Linked DNA regions of Hordeum vulgare: region 2 is linked to region 1. A link is a contact called in public Hi-C data. All regions are on one chromosome and are shown on one strand. Each heading gives the region's core, a stretch centred on a gene start, on an enhancer-like site or on the middle of the called end of the contact. The rest is flanking DNA. Distances are from core to core; before and after follow the strand shown. Region 1 has its middle 160 kb from the start of LOC123449247. Region 2 holds the start of LOC123446755 (phytosulfokines 4-like).

What was found. Hi-C and Micro-C count contacts between places; a contact is called where the count stands out from the background.
Region 2: a contact with region 1 is called in a Hi-C map of leaf, with 3 times the contacts expected there. The contact joins the promoter of LOC123446755 here to the enhancer-like site in region 1. A contact is called at or near these places in 2 of 6 Hi-C or Micro-C datasets (leaf and seedling).

What each region holds. Positions count from the first base shown.
Region 1 is chr4H:521,339,591-521,345,188 of MorexV3_pseudomolecules_assembly, reverse strand. No RefSeq gene overlaps it. Among protein-coding and RNA genes, the nearest start is that of LOC123449247, 160 kb to the right of the region's middle. Within about 2 kb of position 2,163, at least 2 of the 3 cell types and tissues checked have open chromatin away from gene starts, as enhancers often do. A contact at or near this core is called in leaf, where this site is marked.
Region 2 is chr4H:521,843,030-521,848,627 of MorexV3_pseudomolecules_assembly, reverse strand. It overlaps LOC123446755 (phytosulfokines 4-like), which reads right to left and starts at 2,998. Exons shown (of 2, transcript XM_045123298.1): 1 at 2,818-2,998; 2 at 2,193-2,687. The coding sequence starts at 2,997. The coding sequence ends at 2,508.

The DNA.
Region 1 (5,598 bases), core at 914-3,413:
TTTTCAAATTTGCATGTACTGTTTCTAATTCGTATTTTCTTCAAAATCGATTAACTTTTTCAAAATATTAAACCTTTGCAAATACTTGAATTTTTATATTTATGAACTGTTTTTGAAACAGTGTTTTTAGAAATAACAAAAATGGCGGTCAACCAGTCAACACGTGAGTCGCCCAAACGACAAATCCCATTTCGCAATTGTTTTGCGCGAGTTATAGGCCATTTTACAAATGGGTCCATTTAGCATTTTCTTTCTTTATTTGTTAAAGAACAGATTAAGGGGGGCAAATAGCTGGGTTTGAACCAAAGACCTCTCTGTTGAGATAATTGAAACGTAACCACTCGACCATCTCGATCCACTATGCCTACTCACTTGTTTTCTCTGTTTTATCCTTTTCAATTTGTGTAACTTTTTTTTTCTTTTCTCTATTCTTGGAATCGTTTGGTTCTATTTTTTCCCTCTCTTTTTATTTTTACTAAACACGTGATTTTTCTAAAAGAAATTGTGAATTTCTTTTCCAAATCGATGTTCCTTTTTTGACATAGATGAACTGTTTTTAAAATGAATGAACTTTTTTCATATCCGATGAATGTTTTTCAAAATCAATGAACTTTTTTTCAAAATTGATGAACTTTTTTTAATATTGTTGATTATTTTAGAAGAGATTTTTTGAAGTGCAATGGAATTTTTAAAAATCAATGAATAAGTGCAATGGGATTTTTCAAAATCAAGGAATAAGCTTTCTCCAAATTCGAAGAGAATTTTTTTTGAAGTGCAATGAAAATTTTAAAATCTGATGAATTTTTTTCAAAAATCATGAACGTTTTTCCAAAATTGATGAACTATTTCGGAATTTGATGAACTTTATTTGAAAGCATACGGACTTTTTTACAAATTTATGAATTGTCAAATAGAATGAACTTTTTTAAATTTGATGACCATTTTTTATAAAAACTTTAAATTTTTTCAAATTCGGTTAAGTTTTTGAAAATTGATTAGCTCATTTCAAAGAACTTTTCCCAAATTCGGAAAAAAATATATTTGTATGAGCCTTTTCAAATTTATGAACTTTCTTCATGTTCACGTTTTTTCTTGTGAATTACTTTATATTTATTTTTTATCATAAAATATTAGGCATAATAAGCTGGTTGTATAATACTTCTACATGTTAATGTTGTACAAAAAGAAGGCCCAAATGGTGTTTCTTCCTAGTAATGTACGTCAGATCCTATTTGGTACAAAAAGAAGGCCCAAATGGTGTTTCTTCCGGTTAAAGTGCATTTTTCTTAACCGGCGCCTGCAGCACCGGTAATGGTCCTGCCCAGTAGGAGGGCAGTTTTCCTGATTTTTTTTCAACTATTTTTTTATGACTTTTTTTGTTCAGTTTTCCTTTTTTCGTTGTTTCTTTTATTTACTCTTTTTATTATTTTTTCATTTCCATTTTATTTTATATATATATTTTTTCGAAAAAGTGCAGCCATATTATTATTATTATTTTTCCAAATTCATGAATTAGTTTTCAAAATTCGTGAACTTTTTTGAATATTAATGAACATTTTCCAAAATTTGATGATATGTTTTTAAAATTTGATGAAATTTTCTTTTGAAATGCATGAACTTTTTTCAAAAATGATGAACTTTTTAAAGGTTTGTGAGTTTTTTTCCAGTTAAAGAAACTTCTTTTAAAACATTTTTCAAATTCATGAACTAATTTTCAAAATCCGTGAAGTTTTTAGAAATTAGTGAACTTCTTTTTAGATCACAGTGAATTTTATAAAAGTCATTAACTTTCATTTCAAAATTTATGAACCATTTTTTGCTTTTATGAACTTTTTATGTCCTGTTTTTTTTGTTTTTTTTGGTTTTTCTTATAGAAAAATCAGCCCTGGAATTGGGCCGACCCATTTTAAAGGCCTGTAGGCACTGGTTCTCCTTAAGCGCCGACTAGGAGCTCCCATAATGTACTTCTATCAATGTTAAAGTTACTTCGATGTAGCCACATGTTTGACTTTAGTTGTAGAACTCGAATCATGCTTCTATCAGTTACGTATCGTTTTTGTGGTACGAACATAAGAATATTTTTTCCTACTCCGGAACGCTATGTATGCGGTGCGAGCACCAGTAGCGATTCGCGGCGCCTTCAGCACCAAATATGAGCTCCCAGCCTAAACACGCATCAGGACTGATCCCATACTCGCCATCTTGGCCCGGCGCATACATGAGGCAGGTGTCCCATTTTTTATTTTTTATTTTTTATTTTCTTCTTTTCTTTATTTTCTTCTTTATTTTTTAGGGATTTTCATAAATGTGCAAGATTTATTTTACAAAAAATCGAAAATATTAACAAGTTTAAAGATTATTTCTGGAATTCAAAATATGACTTCATTTTCTAAAAATGTTTACGAATCAAACAAAATATTCTCAAAAGTGAAAAAAAATCAAATTTAATTTATGTTCAGCAAATTGACACACTTTATATTTATTTACATAAATCATAAATTTAGGGAACATTCAGATTTTTTGATTTTTTTTATAAATTCAAACTAATTCATAATTTGAAAAAAGTGTTCATAAAATAAAATATTGGCGAATTTATATAAATTCTCTTTGATTCATAAAATGTTCAATATTAAAAAAGTTCTCTCTTAAATTTAAAACATTTAACGAATTCCCAATTTTTTGTCTCTTTCATAAATTGCCCCCAGCTTTAAATATATATTCCATAATATGCAAAAATATTCTGAATTTTGAAATGAAAACAAAAAAACAAAAACAGAAGAAGGTAAATACCGAAAACCCCAAAAGAAGAAACCAATGAAAAGAAGGGAAAATCGGTTCAGAAAACCTATGGTAAATTGAGAAGCAAAATACAAAAAATAGAGAAAATGGGTTGGCCGATTAGCACGGATAGGGGTGCGTGTTTGCTCAGTATCCGTCACCCACTATAGGAATAGGATTTCCCAGTGTTTCCCATTTAGCCCTTAATGTGAATGTTTCTTAATTGTGCCTACGCAGTGCTCACGCTCGTATCTTCTTTGTTCGGCAAATATAACCTATGAGAGTTTCAGTTTTAGAAAGCAAGTAGAAGCTTATGGCTCATTTTGTTTTTTGCTAAATTTGTTTATTGGGGTTTTCAACAGGTTTTTTTGTTTTAAATTATTGTGTTTACTGTTTCTTTTTCTTTGTGGTTTTTTCCTTTTTGTTTTTCGGTTTTATTTCAAAATAATTCCAAATACATAAATATTAATAAATTCACAAAAGGTCAAATGGTATTCGATTTTCAAACCCACAACATTTCCAAATTAGTGAACATTTTTCTTCAAGAAAACTATGAATTCATTCCAAATTAGTGAACATTTTTCTTCCTGAACTTTTTACTCAAATTTTTGGACCTTTTTGACAATCAATGAACATTTGACAGAATCGCAAACCCTTTCCAAATCCTTTAACTTTTTTTAAATTCACGATATCTTTTTAGATCCATGTTTTCTTAAAATTTGCGAACATTTTTTAACTCAACGAACTTTTTGAAACGCCTTGAACATTTTCCAAACCCACAATTTTTCAGAAATTTAATGGTCAAAGTGTCAATGGAAATGGTCAACCGGTTAATCAAGGGAAGACGACCAGAGTGAGTCACGATCATTTGGTGGGTCGGTCCACGTGGGCAGCGTGCGAGGACTAGTTGCATAGTTGACGCCTAAGGGTGTGTTTGGCAGCGGTTCTCACCCGAGCATGTATGTTCCCTAGTGAAGCATGCTAACTATAGACATGATGAATACATACATCTTGAGTTGTTTGGTGATCATGTATGTGTTGAGACATGCTTGGATGAGACTCTGTTTGGTAGGATATGTGTGATATGGGGAAGAGGTGTACTGCGAGGCCGCCGCCGGGGCTCGGGAGGGGCGTAGCGCGGGTACAACCGCCGTCGGGACTCAGGAGGAGGAAGAGGAGGGCCGACGGGGCGAGGGCGAGGCCGCCGGGGAGAGGGAGGGGCTCGACATGGCGGGGCGAGGGCGAGGCCGCCGGGGAGAGGGAGGGGCACGACATGGCGGGGCAAGGGCGAGGCGACCAGGGAGCGACAGGGCTTGGGAGGGGCGCGGCACGGCGCGAGCGAGGCCGCTGGGGCTTGGGAGAGGCGCGACACGATGGTGAGAGGCCGAGGTCGCCGGGGCTTGGGAGAGGCGCGGCGCGTGATACTGTTGGGGAACGTCGCATGGAAAACAAAAATTTTCCTACACGCACGAAGACCTATCATGGTGATGTCCATCTACAAGAGGGGATGTGTGATCTACGTACCCTTGTAGACCGTGCAGCAGAAGCGTTAGTGAACGCGGTTGATGTAGTGGAACGTCCTCACGTCCCTCGATCCGCCCCGCGAACCGTCCCGCGATCAGTCCCACGATCTAGTGCCGAACGGACGGCACCTCCGCGTTCAGCACACGTACAGCTCGACGATGATCTCGGCCTTCTTGATCCAGCAAGAGAGACAGAGAGGTAGAAGAGTTCTCCGGCAGCGTGATGGCGCTCCGGAGGTTGGTGATGATCTTGTCTCAGCAGGGCTCCGCCCGAGATCCGCAGAAACGCGATCTAGAGGAAAAACCGTGGAGGTATGTGGTCGGGCTGCCGTGGAAAAGTCGTCTCAAATCAGCCCTAAAACATCCGTATATATAGGGGGAAGAGGGGGAGCCTTGCCTTGGGGTCCAAGGACCCCTAAGGGTTTCGGCCGAGCCAAGGGGGGAAGGTCTCCCCCCCAAACCGAGTCCAACTTGGTTTGGAAGGTGGAGTCCTTCTCCCTTTTCCCACCTCCTCTTTTTTTTCTTTTCTCTTTGATTTTTCTTCCTATGGCGCATAGGGCTCTTTTGGGCTGTCCCACCAGCCCACTAAAGGCTGGTGTGCCACCCCCAAGGTCTATGGGCTTCTCCGGGGTGGGTTGCCCCCCGGTGAACTCCCGGAACCCATTCGTTATTTCCGGTACATTCCCGGTAACTCCGAAAACCTTCCGGTAATCAAATGAGGTCATCCTATATATCAATCTTCGTTTCCGGACCATTCCGGAAACCCTCGTGACGTCTGTGATCTCATCCGGGACTCCGAAAAACATTCGGTAACCAACCATATAACTCAAATACGCATAAAACAACGTCGAACCTTAAGTGTGCAGACCCTGCGGGTTCGAGAACTATGTAGACATGACCCGAGAGACTCCTCGGTCAATATCCAATAGCGGGACCTGGATGCCCATATTGGATCCTACATATTCTACGAAGAACTTATCGTTTGAACCTCAGTGCCAAGGATTCATATAATCCTGTATGTCATTCCCTTTGTCCTTCGGTATGTTACTTGCCCGAGATTCGATCGTCAGTATCCGCATACCTATTTCAATCTCGTTTACCGACAAGTCTCTTTACTCGTTCCGTAATACAAGATCCCGCAACTTACACTAAGTCACATTGCTTGCAAGGCTTGTGTGTGATGTTGTATTACCGAGTGGGCCCCGAGATACCTCTCCGTCACACGGAGCGACTAATCCCAGTCTCGATCCATACTAACTCAACGAACACCTTGGGAGATACCTGTAGAGCATCTTTA
Region 2 (5,598 bases), core at 1,749-4,248, 500 kb before region 1:
TTCCTAAAATGATTTAACAGTTTTGTTAATTGGTATGGTTTAGGGCTAAACTAATTAATGGGCCCCACATGTCATAGGAAGCCATTGTTCCTAATCAAACCACCGGCGTCAAGCCGCCGGCGAGCATACGCCACGGCAGAGGGCTTGGGAGCCCTGTTACGGTGACCAAAGCGCCCGATGGTTATTCCTATGTGCTCATGGGCTCTCTCTCCGCGTCGAATGGAGGTGGTTGGGCGAGCGGCAACGTCTGGAGTGTCGACCATGGCCGAGGCCAATGGAGACACCGGACGAAGCTTGGTGGCAGATGTCTACAAGGCACTGGGAAGATGGGATAAAAAGTGCATGGGCATCACGGGATCACGACAAGCATACGTGAGTGGTAGAAGGGGCTGGCTACGGCCGGTAGCGAGCGCATGGACCTAGCCCAGAACTGGCGGAGCAAGGCATCGTGGGGAAGGGGTTTTCGAGGAGGAACTCATAGGCGACATCTCTGGAAGATCCGCAATAGCATATGAATCTCTATGATGGTAAGCGAGGGACGAGGGATCTCAGACGATGGCGAATCTAAGATGGTGGCCGACGATCAGAGCCGGCAAAGATGGCGTCGATTGCGAACTTGCAGAGCAACCGAGGTCACAATCTTCGGCATGGTGATCCTCTGCTTGATGGCGGGGCTCAAAGACTTGGCGATGCTGTGGCTCGGCATCATGGGCCACGGGAACAGCGGGGTTCGGGTGACCGTGCGCGGGCGACATGCCATTTGCCTCGAGATAGGAAGAAGACAACCGGCCAGCTTGTTTGGGCTGGATGGGACGTCCTGCACCAAAAAGTAAGCACGTGCACTCTCTTTTCTTTTTCAATTTGTGTTTTATTTTTTTCAGGGTAAAAATGTCCACCAAAAAACGGTCAAAGTCCTTTGACTTGACGGTAACAACATGAGTGGGCATTTGTGTAAGTGCAACTGAAGGAAGAGGGATAAATATAAACATGCTTTAAAATTAGAGACAAATCTGAGTAATAGATTTGAATTAGGACACAAATATAAAAGGCCCTTCTAGCCCTAGGATCCATGTAGGGGTTGGGCCATGGATTTATGAGTTGCAAAACTGTACGAATAACCTACACGAATTTACTTCGATCAAAGGGAGAATGACCTTTTGGCTCTCGGCCTTCATAAAGGTCAATTTTTTACAAAATTCCAAATTTAGAAGTTTTGGTTTTAAAAAATCTAAAAAAACTTGCACAATTAAACATGGATGTGATCAGTATGTGTGTAAACTTTCAGGTTGAAATACTTTGAAATGCGACCTGTAAAAAAGGAAAAATCCATGATGTGAAAAGATCAATAGTATCATGTTAAAAAGTCTGAGATTTGTTTTTTTGCACAACCCTCATTTCAACGTATTTAGTTCGGAGAATTTACACACTTGTGCATTATACCTTTATTTATCTATGTATTTTCTTTCAAAATTTTATGGAATGTAAAAATAAGAATTTTCACAAAATTTGAATTTTGCATTTGAAGGCCTCCATGAAGCTCGGCCTCCAAAAGTAATTTCTAGATCAAAGGTATCTTGTTAATTATTGCAGTTATATACTCCCTCTGTTTCTAAATAATTGTTGTGAAACTAGACTAGTTTTTTCCAACAACAAATATTGTGGTACAGAGGGAGTACAACTGAGGCCTGTTCTCTATGAAGAAATATTAAGTGGCGACAGCGCGCTTCATAAAGCATTCTGGGAACCAGCTCCTCGACCAGCTACGAGAGTTGACCAAGAAGCCATCCAGAAAGTGCGAGATTCAACTACTACAAAACTTTATCATTTATTTGGCCACTAGGAGTACGACAAACAATGATGAAGTAATAGATGGAGCAAAAGGAACTATGACAAGACCAAAGTCAATGCTTATAATAGCCAGCAGGTAGGCCGGTGGTCTAATCCTGACTGCGTATGGTCATCTCCGCATTGTTTTGAGTAGTTCCTTTTCATATTGCCTGTTTCCTGACGTCGGGTTGTCTAACTAACAAGCATCTTTTTTGAAAGTTCCAGCTAGATGGCTGGCTTGTATTTCATTATTTAGCAGAGAACTAACAAGCATTTTAACACTCCATAGCTTTAACCAATCACGAAGAACGGTATGTTAGCTATAACTGTAGTATTCATCAGTGTATAGATGAAGAGATAAAATATTCAGTAAATACATATATGATGATAAAAGTTCGAATCCAGTACAGATACATGACCTAAAAACAAGGAAACAGACCACGCAAAAAAGACAAAACAACAACAACAACAAGGAAACAGGCAAAATACAAAGGGGTGACTATAGGTCTATAGCTGTAATTCACAGACGATGCATGGGACTGCAGAACAGACCGACGAGCTCATGAAAAATGCCTCTCTTCTTAAGTAGGGCCTGCTTAACCATGCGATCATCCAGGTATGGCCTTCAGTTCACGGAGTCCTTGGTAAGCACCAGCAGTTTCAGGGTTTCAGCACACCATCTAGTTGTGCTTCCCCTGGGTGTAGATGTAGTCGGTGTGAGCGACGAGGGTCCTCCTCATCAGGCACTCCTCCACTTCTTCCCCTCCCTCGCATCCTCTCACCGCCTCCTGATCTTCCTGCTCCATTTCCATCTCGGCTCCTGCAGCAACCTTCTCGTGGAAAATGGCGGAGCCAGCATCCTGCAGATCATCAAAATTTAAACACCGAGACGAGCACTATACAGCGAGCAACAAATCAACAAAAAGTACGATAGCCACAGCCACTCTGCATTATGAAGCACACGTTAGATTGCTTGGTTACTGTGCGTACCTGTGATTTGTAGTGGCTGGATCCTGGTGTAGGCCTTGCTGCTTGCCCTCTAGTGCAGACGAGGCACAGCAGCAGCGCTGCCAGCAAGAAGAGTGCCGCCTGTTTGGAGAAGGAGGCCATCTCTTTCGTCTCTCTGTGATTGATGAGGGGCTGGTTAATTAGGTGGCGGTATACGAGCATAAGCATCCGCCCATGGCGTTATATATAGAGATAATTGATGGACACCGTGGCTGGGCAGGTGGGTGGCGGGGTTCGGCCACACAGCAGCCGTGCGGCCGTGCCGTACTGCCGTAGACGGCAGGTCTTCGGCGTTCGATCCAGTATATCTTGTGACGACGACGCGCGCTCCGGCCGCGTCCACTTCGGTAAGATAAATTTCGCGCTCTCGCCGTCTCTGTCCATAGTACTGGATGAGGATCATCGCTCACATGGAGATATCCATAATATAAATGTAATGTACTACTTGGATTAATTTGATAAGCTGCTTGGGGTGGTACGTAGTTCATGTGGGTAGCAAGATGCCGGGCACTTGGATGTACGTACATGCAGATGGCAATGCCGGTGTGAACACGGTATAAGTAAGTAGCGTGCCACACATGGAAGGTGACAGACACATGCGGTCGTATACTCTCGGTTGAACGTCGCGCGCACGACCCACGTGAACACGCCGATGCGCCGATGCCGAGAGGCGCGCGGGAGTACACGTACGACCTGAAACAGTTTCTCGAAGGGAAGGGGACGATGTCTCGCACGCATTATATTGTGGACGTCAAACGAGCGTCTCGCCGACGTGCGCGGCGTGCCCAAGCTACTGGGCGGGCGGCGGCAAACCGGCAACTTGACGCAGCGGCTTTGTCCCGGCCGGCGCGGCACTGGCTGCTCGCCGCATGGCTGTGCACGCTCGGCGCGGTAACCGGCATAGGCCAGCTTGGGCTGACGGCGACACCTACTCCGTCGTGACTAATTGTACGCCACGCGCCGCGCATGCAGTACGTCGTGGACATGCCGGCACCCAGCGAGTGGCTTCGGGCATCAGATAAATCCATTTCCGAGTTATCCATGATCAATAGTACGTACGTGCGGCGCTGCAATTTTCATTCAGTTTTGTGGTGGAAAATTAAACCTACGCGTGCATTTATCTGCAGCGCGCAAACAGCAAAGAACATGATTAATAGTATAACCATTGTCATGTCATGTATAACCCATCTTATAATCAACGTATTTTTTTATTATATAATTTATATTTTACTTTCACAAATGTCTAGCAGCATGTGGTAGAGTTGTCTTTTAACTAAGAGCCCGCTTATTTTCTTCGGTACGGATGAAGCTCAGCTAGCTGAGTTTCAAGTTTGGCATCATTCACCGTCTCAACCGTTAGATCAGGTTTCACGTCGCAATTCGTGCAGCTACTGGAGGCCTTGTGTAGCGATCTCTCCTATTGTCGTTCGGTCCGTTTCTCATTTTTTCTTTTCACTGTTGTGTAGTTATGGGCTTGCGTCATGCATTATATTCTTTTTTTCGTTGTCTAAATCCACTTTTTAGCTCAAGGGGCAGCCGGTCACACTTGCTAATGTAGGACCCTCCAATTACGGGAGGGAACAACCGGAATAAAGTTAAGGTCAGTTCTAGGAAACCATTTTTAATCAGGTTCTGAGAAGCTTCTGGAATCTTCCTACCAGTTTGGGATGCTTTCAAAAGGTTTTTATTTCTGCTTTCCATCAGGTTTTGTAGTTTTTATTTCGTTTTTTCTATCTTTTCTATTTCTATTTCCTTTTTCTTTTATATTTTCAATTTGTGAACATTTTTTATTTATGAATATGTTTTTTAATTTAAGAACAATTAAAGCCAGGGAGTATTTTTGGAATTAACGAATATTTTTTAATTTCACATTTATTTTCTAGAGGAGTTGTCGGATGCGGTGTTTCTGTAGCATCTTTGTGTTAAGAACACTAGGGGGAGGGGGCTAACTTCTTTGTTTCCGGAGCAATTTTTCTTTAGCATGCATGCGTGTTTAGAACCTTTTTGTTTCTCAATATATATGTATGTGTGACGAACTTGAAAAGAAGCTTGAACCATTTTCTTACGATTATTAAGTGAATGGTAAGTTTTTCTTAATATAGTTTATTGTGTGGATATGTTTTTTTTTTGCTTTGTGAGTGTCCATTTTTGATACGCAGGTTCAAATTTGGATGAGGGTTTGTTGCTAGCTTGTGTGTGTGATTATATACAAAACAATTTTTCTAAGAGTTTTTGAGCATGTGTAATTCAATTTAATTTTTAGTTTTTCTTATTTTTGTAGATTAATATCACATTTTTATTTTGTTTTGAACATTTTGATCCATGTGCCATTTTACAATTTCCTCGCCTTGCATAACATTTTTTCCACTATATAGCTAGGGTTCTTTTTTTTCTTTAGTTTCAGTAAGATTGCTCAATCTACATTTTTTGTTGGCTCTTGTTTTTTGAAGGCCGATTGCAACTGCAACTTTCTTTAGGGGTAGTCGCAATTGCAATTTTTTTAAGGTCGGTCGCAACTGCAACTCTTCCTAGGGTAGTCGCAATTGCAAGCTTATTGAAGGCTGGTCGCAACCTTTAGTTTCTCTAGGGTAATCGTAATTGCAAATTTTCAAGGCCGGTCCCAACTTCAAGCTTCTGTAGGGTAGCCGCAATTGCATATTTTTTAAGGTCGGTCGCAAGCTCAAGTTTCTCTACTTTTCAAGGCCGGTCGCAACTTCAAGCTCCTCTAGGGGTAGCCGCAATTGCATATTTTTAAGGTCGGTC